Linked DNA regions of Salmo salar: region 2 is linked to region 1. Evidence: chromatin contacts called from public Hi-C data. All regions are on one chromosome and are shown on one strand. The core of a region is the stretch at or near the end of the contact, and the rest is flanking DNA. Distances in the headings are between cores, read along the strand shown. Region 1 holds the start of LOC106590208 (carbonic anhydrase 1-like). Region 2 has its middle 17 kb from the start of LOC106590212.

What was found. Hi-C and Micro-C count contacts between places; a contact is called where the count stands out from the background.
Region 2: a contact with region 1 is called in a Hi-C map of gill, with 3 times the contacts expected there. The contact joins the enhancer-like site here to the promoter of LOC106590208 in region 1. A contact is called at or near these places in 2 of 3 Hi-C or Micro-C datasets (gill and muscle).

What each region holds. Positions count from the first base shown.
Region 1 is chrssa29:15,592,265-15,597,039 of Ssal_v3.1, forward strand. LOC106590208 (carbonic anhydrase 1-like) reads left to right here and starts at 2,920. Exons shown (of 8, transcript XM_014180973.2): 1 at 2,920-3,145; 2 at 3,459-3,656. The coding sequence starts at 3,112. It overlaps rbis (ribosomal biogenesis factor), which reads right to left and starts at 1,302. Exons shown (of 4, transcript XM_014180972.2): 1 at 1,185-1,302; 2 at 882-998. The coding sequence starts at 992.
Region 2 is chrssa29:15,638,122-15,642,896 of Ssal_v3.1, forward strand. No RefSeq gene overlaps it. Among protein-coding and RNA genes, the nearest start is that of LOC106590212, 17 kb to the right of the region's middle. Within about 2 kb of position 2,605, at least 2 of the 13 cell types and tissues checked have an H3K27ac peak or open chromatin away from gene starts, as enhancers often do. A contact at or near this core is called in gill, where this site is marked.

The sequences.
Region 1 (4,775 bases), core at 1,670-4,169:
GACTTTCAAAATAAGTTTGGTATACGCTCAGTGCGCCGTTGACATTTCACAGATATAACTTGTTTTTGTGAGATCTAGAAAAACAACAAATGTAACATTAATATGAAAAGCACACTCAAATACTACATGTCATGTCTCAAAATCAATATCCATCTTACCTCTGTTTTATGTCCTGCGGATTCGAGAAGAACGATAAAAAGTTAAAATGCAAAGTAAGCCTGTCAGTGTTGGGTCGCCAGTAGCTTTAAAGATGCACTATGCAGAATCGCTCCGCCATTTCCTGGTTGCTAAAATTCTAAATAGTTCACCTAATTTCTGTTCGTGACAAAACAAGATACATTGTACCATCAAAACAACTGTGAAATATATTTTCCATAACCAAAAATATTGTATTTTCAGCTGTTTGAAACAGGCGTACAACACAAAAGAAAATACGCAAAAACGAAAATGAAGCATGGGAAGCATAGAAATAGTAACATACAACAGATCTACCGCCTTACACTTGACTTCAATTAGAAATACATGTGAGTTATAGATCTGTCAATGTGAACGTGGTCAGGTCAGACAAAAATATCAATATTGCAGCTTTAATTCTTGCACAGAATCCAGCCTCGTTGACATGATGCAACTTTCCTGCTGACCACTTTTTATCCTTTGTCCTCCATTGATTTAGTCACCTAATTCTGGCCATCCTTCAACGGTAAAACTCCAATAACTTTAACGGATTGTGATAGAGACATGAGGTTTGGATCATTGGTTTTCTTCATTGGTTTACTCATTGTTCAAAAGACGCGTTTTTGATTGGGCACCCTATTGTGTGAAGCCTATTAGCTAAACAGTTGGCTAACTAAGATGGTAGCTAGCTAGCATTATCCACTTACGTGTTTGAGAGTTGAAGTGACAGGTTTTGCCTTATTCTTTTGTTTTGTCTGTTTGTTGGCCACTCGGAAAACATTCTGCTGCTTTTTGCCTTTTTGTTTATTCTTCGCCATGATTACCTATGAGAACAAACGTATGCTGTTAGCAAGGTGGCTAAGCTTGCTCAGACCGACCCGTTGTGATCATACAGTTTTAGTTTGTTTTCACAATATATAAAAAAAAAAAATACAGTAACATCACGTGCGTTCAATATGTGAATCCACATAACTAGATAAACTCGAAGAATAATAACAAAATATACAAACCTCAAGAAGTGGACGACTATCGGCAAATGTAAAACGTGTTGAAGCAACGGAGCTTGACGCAATTTAGATGCGACTAAAATCTGAACCAATCAGTCCTCCCGAAGACAACAGATTGAAACGCCCACATGGTGCGCTCGATTTCTACACTATCCGTGCTGAATCCGCGCTGGGTTAGAGAAGGAGTGCAAAATAAAATATAACTTTATTTGTCACATGTCTGAATACAACAGGTGTAGACCTCACCGTGGTTACCCCTATTTACATGTACAAAATACGTCGATTAACCTGCACCCCCGCTCATTGACTTGGTACAGGAGGCACTAGAATGTCTGCAGGCAAGGAAGTTTGGCCCAAGTGATGTACTGGGTCGTACGCACTACCCTCTGATCAGTGTTATGTGGAAATGTTATACTCCAGTTGCTTTGCCTCATGTTGTTATTCTACAGCCTATATGCAATACATGTATTTTATCTGAGGACATTATCATATCATTATTTTACCGTCCTCATTCCCTTCGATGCAGATGAGGTTGCCAGTTTTCGGCTAACAAGACAGACGGTTTACTGGCAGCAACAAAAACAGTTGCTTTCTCGTTATGACCGCCAGATGGCAGCAACGTATCGCCGCTGATACACTTCCATAAGAGTCCGTGAGAGTACTCTGAGAATACCAAACATTAGCAACACCTTCTTAAACCTGTCTCCTCCCCTTCATCTACACAGAATGAATGGATTTAGCAAGTGACATCAATAAGGGATCATAGCTTTCACCTGGATTCACCTGGTCAGTCTATGTAATGGAAAGAGCAGGTGGCCTTAATGTTTTGTATTCTCAGTGGCGGAGTTAACCCACTGGGCACAGACGTCAATTCAAAGTCTATTCCACATTGGTCAACGAAATGACGTGGAAACAACATTGATTCAACCTATGTGTGCCCAGTGTGAAGCCTTTCACTTTTATAAAAGGGTTTTAAGCAACGCCATTATGTGGGTGGTTTTTTGCATTATCAGCATATTAGAAAATAAGTTAGTCTGTCTTTAATATTAAAGAAAAACTAGGATACAGACAGACAGACAGACAGACAGACAGACAGAGAGAGAGAGAGACAAACACTTAACTGTTCTCAGTCTAGGCAAAATGTCATAACCTAGGCCTAAACGGGATCAATAGACTAATACAATTAATTATATACTTCCGTAGACCTGGGGCTAGGTGTAAATTAGAAACATCCACCTAAAACAATAATACACAATGATTCCATCTGCTCTATGCAATAAATAATTATTCCTAAAGTCCGTGAATACCACATAGCCTAAACGCTCAATACTGTTTTATATATATATATATATTACAGTTATGGTCATGTTCATTATTAAAAGGGAAGCGAAGAAAGGGACTCTTGAGTTCTCTCTCTCCCCCTGAGTGTGTGTACTCAAAATGCAAGTGTAGCGTTCGAGTTTAGGAAGTGGAAGGCGCAACATCAAAGAGTTATTGCACATGGTACTGCTCGGGAATATCCATACAGCTTGTGTCGCGCCTTCCAATGGCAAATTATTTGGATGAAGGAGCGCTGGACGTATAGCGAGGCGACTACTCACAGGATCTGTGGTGCCGCGCGCACGCACATACACACACACAGAGAGAGAGAGAGAGAGAGAGAGAGAGAGAGAGAGAGAGAGAGAGAGAGAGAGAGAGAGAGAGAGAGAGAGAGAGAGAGAGAGAGAGAGAGAGAGAGAGAGAGAGAGAGAGAGAATCTGGGCTCATCGATTGTGCATCTAACTCCTCCCGCTCCTACACGCAATCCACAGGGAGCCTATATAAGCTCTGACAGTTGTCAAGTGGGGGACACTGGCTGTTTGCACTCGGGAGCGACGCAATTTTGGGAGATTTACAGCAATAGATACACAGAAATACCCAAATAGTAACAATGTCTCATGCATGGGGATACGCACCGGACAATGGTGAGGCGCTTGTGCTCTGTTCTTATCATGACATTAAAAGGGACCTGTAGTACAGCATATACTGTCGGATGAATGAATGAAAAGACAACGGTCATGCATTGATGAATCATTGTCTACATGTATTTTAATGCATCCCTCTTTGACATTGCTATTAGGCTACGGTGCGTCATAACAATCTTACCCGGTTACAGCAAGCTGCGAGTTTATAAAAAATATTCTCAATGTCAATGGAAAGCAATAATTTACGTAGGCTACATTTTTGACAGATACTGAAATATTGTCTCCAACTGCAATGTCCCCACTGTCATTCTAGGACCCGACAAATGGTGTGAAGGCTTCCCAATTGCCAACGGACCCCGTCAGTCTCCCATTGACATCGTACCTGGGGAGGCTGCCTTCGACGCAGCCTTGAAGGCGCTCACTTTGAAGTACGACCCTTCCACCTCCATTGACATTCTCAACAACGGACATTCCTTTCAAGTGACCTACGCCGACGACAACGACAACTCAAGTTAGTGTCAATCTTAAAGCATGCGTCATGACAGGTGTCTCGAAATGGTACCTTAGAGTTGCGGATACTTTGTGCACTTCTTTAATATTAATAATTCATACATTTACAAAGTAACAAATATTATGGGCATGGAATATGGCTGGATGAGACTATATACGTTCACCACCCACACTATAGCATGAAAACAATAGTAGGTAATGGAATTGGTAACGCAACCCGTCACAAACCTTTCCCTGCACGCTAGACCTTTAGACTGGAAGAGCGGTCATTAGCGCAAAAAAAGGCGAAGGTCAGTTTATGCAAATAGGACTGAGTCTGGTTAACCATTAATGTGTCAGGAGTGGATGGTAATGTTTTTAGTAACTAAGTACAACATTATGATATTTTACTAGTTCTGCTGTCGTTATAATTCGATTAAAAAAAAATAGGCTATTGCTTAATTAATACAGTGCAAAAAAAAAAAGACAAAATCCAGAAGAAAAAAATACAAAAATATTTTTTTTTGGGGGGGGGGGGGTTCACATTCATATTTATAAAATATTGCTGTGAGAAATGTAAAAACTACTCAATCCGAATCTTAATGTATGGTGTTGCATTTTTATATTCCTGTGATTTGTTACACAAGAGATTCTATTGTCTCTGTAATCCCTGATGGCATGTGATCCTAGCACCTTAGTAATATGCAGCATTAGGCCTATATGTCAGGTGGTTTATTGATATTGAATTGGTAATCCTCTATTTATGATCACCTTAGTGCTTACAGGGTAAATGTATCATGTTTATTGTGTTAACTTAATGGAAGCTAATTTAAATTGAATGCCAAGTTCATATTCAAACGCAAATATAAGCTTATCCCTGAAAGAAGGAATGACTGTTAGTCATACCTGTCTGTGTGTAGACCTACATTGGAAATTACGCCATCATAGCTGTAGTCTAAATCTACCCACAGGGTGTGGTCAATGTCAGTCTCGTAATGTAATCCTGCATCAGAAACCTGTATACACTCATACACTCACACCTTTTGCTACTTGTCAGAAAAGTCTCCACCTTCTTATCAAGCAGAACCAACTATTGTAAATCGTGTCCTCAAAATAGTTTTAGAAGAGAACCTACACGCTA
Region 2 (4,775 bases), core at 1,355-3,854, 46 kb after region 1:
GAACAGGACGAGTTGGACTGGGCTGACGCACTTCCGGGTCCGCACGAGAGACAGGAGCTGGAAACCCAGGGCTATGGAGGCGCACAGGCGGTCTTGATCTTACCTCCTGCACAACCCGTCCTGGCTGGATGGAACTAGTAGCCCTGTACGAGCGGGGTGCTTGTACAGGGCGGACTGGGCTGTGCAGGGGCCTGATGGTAGCCGTGCGTAGAGCGGGAGTTGGGTAGCCTGGTCCTCGGAGGCGTACCGGCGACCAGATGCGCTGCGCAGGCATCCTCCTACCAGGCTGGATGCCCGCTCTAGCACGGCACCTGCGAGGGGCTGGAATAACGTGCACCGGACTGTGCGTGCGTATGGGTGAGATAGTGCGCTCCTCAGCGAAACATGGCGCTCTCCACCTCATACGCTCCTCCATATAACCACGGGTAGCTGGCTTCCGGCTCTTCCTAGGCCTAGTCAAACTACCCGTGTGCCCCCCCCAAAAGAAATCTTGGGGGTGCCTCTCGTGCTTCTCCCTCAGTGCGTCCAAGGCCTCGTACCTCCGCCTCTTTGCCTTGGCTGCCTCAATTTCCTCCCGTGGGCGACGGTACTCCCCAGCCTGGTGCCAAGGTCCAGAACTTCCTCCCAGGTCCATCTCTCCCGCCAGTCCAACTCGAAATCCCTTTTCCTCTGCTGCTTGGTCCTTAGTTGGTGGGAGATTCTGTCACGGTCGTCGTTGGTTAAGGAGGACCAAAACGCAGCAGGAATGTTGATGCTCATCTTGTGTATTTATTTACAAATTAAGTGAACACCAAAACAACAAAAACGAAACGAACTTACAAACAACGAAACAGTCTTGAAAGGCTCACTCGGCAAAACAAGAAACAATCTCCCATAAATACACAGACAAACATACCCAACTAATATAGGACTTCCAATCAAAGGCAACACCACACAGCTGCCTTCAATTGGAAGTCCACCCCAATTAACTCAACATAGAAACAGATTACCTAGACTAAACATAGAATTACATAAACAAGGAACAGTGCCCAAAAACCCCGGAATACATAAATCAAATTCCCTTTTTCGAAAAAACACCACCCTGAACCACATAAACCAAATACCCTCTGCCACGTCCTGACCAAACTACAATAACAATTAATCCTTATACTGGCCAGGACGTGACAGCTAGTTTGTAGCAACCTCATGATGGGTATAGGGAAAATGTTTGTATCGTGTAGTAGCCTAAACCTATCGATGTTACATTGAGCTGCGTGAATGAATATGAATGACAGTCATCTAATATGCTGTAAAAGAAATAAGGCCATGCTTATACAAAAAAGAAAAATTGTCCTCCCTCATCTTAAACAGCAGTGGTCGCCACTGGACTCCAGTGATCAAGTGATAAAATACCAAGCAAGTGTATACAATGGACATGACAGCCCTCATAGTCCTTCATACAGATTGGAATTTGGATTGTGTCTTCTGTTTATAATACATGGATGCAGGCTGGGGACTCATGACATAATGAGGGTGTCAGGTGATATTTTGGGTCATATATACTGTAACTTATCCAACGATATGAATGTGTTCATGTTTAAAAGCAGTTTATAAGAGGACTTTCAAATAGTGCTACAATTCTTATAATGATCATTATTTAACATTCACATTTCCCAGTATTTCTACACTTTTACCTCTATTTCTCATCTGATCTACATCAAAGTCTACAACCAAGGCACTTGTGGGTCACTCAAACAGGATATTTGCCTCAAAAATCAACAGCAATGTTATTACATGATAATCCATGGGAATGTTGTATTAGACAAGAAGATATCCTCTATGTTAAATAATGAACAGAAACATTCAAATATTTGTTGAGTAGATTTGAACTTGTATATATTAAATGAGAAGATTGACCTTGGGGAATATTTGTTTGTTGTTCATTAAACTGTGTGCTGGGAAGCAGATTGAACTCAGATTGAATTAATATTTTCCCAACCATGTGTCCAATGCTCAGCTGTGAGGGCTTCAGCACTAAGCTATTCACTAGTAAACAGCGGTAGGCTATATAGCCTCACCATAACTGCTAAAGCTAAATGGGAGTATCAAATATTATGTGTATAGAATGATATAAAGTAAAGTTTAAAAAAAGAACCATGTGTATTGGGGTGTGATCAGAAAAGCAAGTTAAGAATAAATATGACTTCTATATAGTTATACTACTAATACTGTGACATTCATAAAATATCCACAGTTTTAACATGCATGGGATCATAGAATAATTCAAATGACTATAAACTCTTTCAAAACAAGTAGATTATGGGTAATGAAGAGTAAAGTAACATACTAACTGCTTTAAAACTTTACACTTATTGTACACAATGACCAACATCTCTAAAGTATATATTGGAAATATTTCATCCTTTTGATTAACTAATTGTGTGTTTACTGGTTCAGTTTTTCTATAGCCACACCATGTTCTGTTTTTAGTGGAATATTTGGACTGAAGTCGTTATCGCCTAGTGAGGTACATTAGTATTTTCTTTCGAGCCTCTGATGACACATACAGGAGGGGAGGTGATAGGGAGGGTGTGTCACCTTGGAGGCCCTTGGTTTTCCACACTATTCTAATCCTAACTAGGTCACCTACATAGAACATGACCTCTCCTAGCCATACTGATAAGGCCACACCATTTCACTAGGGAGGTTTTCACACTGGAGCAGTGGACACAAACCTTATTTGAGTCGAAATCACCTTCTGAATCAAAATGCAAGCCGAGATCTACTGTTATATCTTTTTTTAACATGAGTTAAAAAACATAAGCCTATGCAACGGTAATGTATTAAAAACAGTACCGTAGTAATGAGGTTTGTGCAGTAGGCTATAGGCCCAAAACATTATATTGGCTTTGCTTAAATTGCCCTGATAATGCATTGTTGTTCTTCTCAGACCATTCAAAAAATGTACATTTCAACATTTGATGTAGGCTATGTGATCACACCGGTAATAGATCCGTTGTTGTATTATTTGTGAGGCACAACTGATTGAGCATACACTTACATATAATTTGTATTTTATTTTACTGGGCTTAAATAGCCTGCATCTGATGGTCAGTCTCAGTGGAAGGAAAGAGCAGCAGACTGAGGGTCTGCCTCTCAACGTCCCTCTGCTTTCGCTTTCCTCCACCGACACTGACCAAAAAGGGACACCGTCTTCCAGCTGATGGCAAAACTTGAGTCGCACAGCATTATTTCTGCCTCATGCACAAATTCATGTTGTTACTCCTATGACCAGAAAAAGTGAAATATTCCTCGATATTAAAAAAGACCCAAGCTTCTAATAACAAGAATGCAAGCCTATTGATACACTTTCCTACTCATTCATTACAGCTACAGTGCTGGTTGTAGGACTCCTTCCATGACATAGACCGGCCAGGTGGTCGAGGTGATCCCTTATTGATGTCACTTGTTAAATCCACTTCAATCAGTGTAGGATTTGTAAGCTTTGAGACAATTGAGACATGGATTGTATATGTGTGCATCCCCGGGGAACACTTTCGACACCTTGTAGAGTCCATGCCCCGACGAATTGAGGCTGTTCTGATGACAAAATGGGGTACAACTCAATATTAGGAAGGTGTTCCTAATCTTTTGTACACTGAGTGTATGTTACCTTAACAATTAACATTGAATTGAACATTTTTCAGTCAGCCTCTCTCTTTCTCTCTGTCCCATCATTCCTCCCTCCACCTACAACCCTGGCACCACTTTCCCCATGAATTCTCTCCTCCTCTCCTCTATTGCTGCTCATTCAGCCAACCCCTCAGTTCACGGCCCACTAGCTCTCCTGTCTATGGTTCACCTCCATGCCCCTACTTTCCTGTGGTATGCTTGGGAGAGGGGCTAGCATTACCCAGGGAGAATAAAGTTTCCCGAGGAGCGGCAGGGGGTCAATTCTCTCAGGTTACCACGTGTTGGCAACTGCTTGCCCTGCAACCTCTCAGCTGACACCCAACAGGCCGCATACTGTATTTGTATGCTTGACGTAAGTGAATAGAGACATAGGGCTCCATTCCATCAAACTTGTATTAAGGGAAAGAAATATTACAGATTAAGAGAATGCATGGTCAAATAAATAATCCCATTAGTTTCATTCAATTGGTTTCAATCAGTAAGCATAGTAATGTAAGTGATTTCAAGCTTTTTCTTGGTGGGACGCCAATGCATTTATTATGCAATGCTGGTTTGATTACATTGAACCCACGGTCCAGTCAAGCCGCTTTATTTGAAGGACCATTATATCATCATAACTGATTGGGTGATAAAATATGTACTGCACTTGGCATTGTGTTATACTTGGCACTGAAGCGTCCATTTCATCAGACAAGCCGATGATCAAATGTATTATTCTTACTGACTAATATTTAATTATCTCTGCCATCAAGGATGTGGATATTGTTACACAACAAAGAGCTCTTGTTTAGCAAAAATCAATTATTTTATTGGAGCATGTATATAAGTGATTGAATATCCCCATTTATTTTCACTTTGAAAATATTTAGTGGTTTGCCCTGAACAGGTTTTAGTAGTTTCACTTGTGGATGTGGTGTAAGGGTGTGTGCAACAGTGCTGGTATCTGTTTTGAACAGGCATCTAACCAGAAGATCCTAATTTCATTTCAGTTGTTGATTGTATCAGTGTCTACTGCATGCATAACTGCAGATACACACATCAGCTTGCATGCACACACATAAAACAACCCATATCTCCCTAACACATTCACGTAAAGACACATG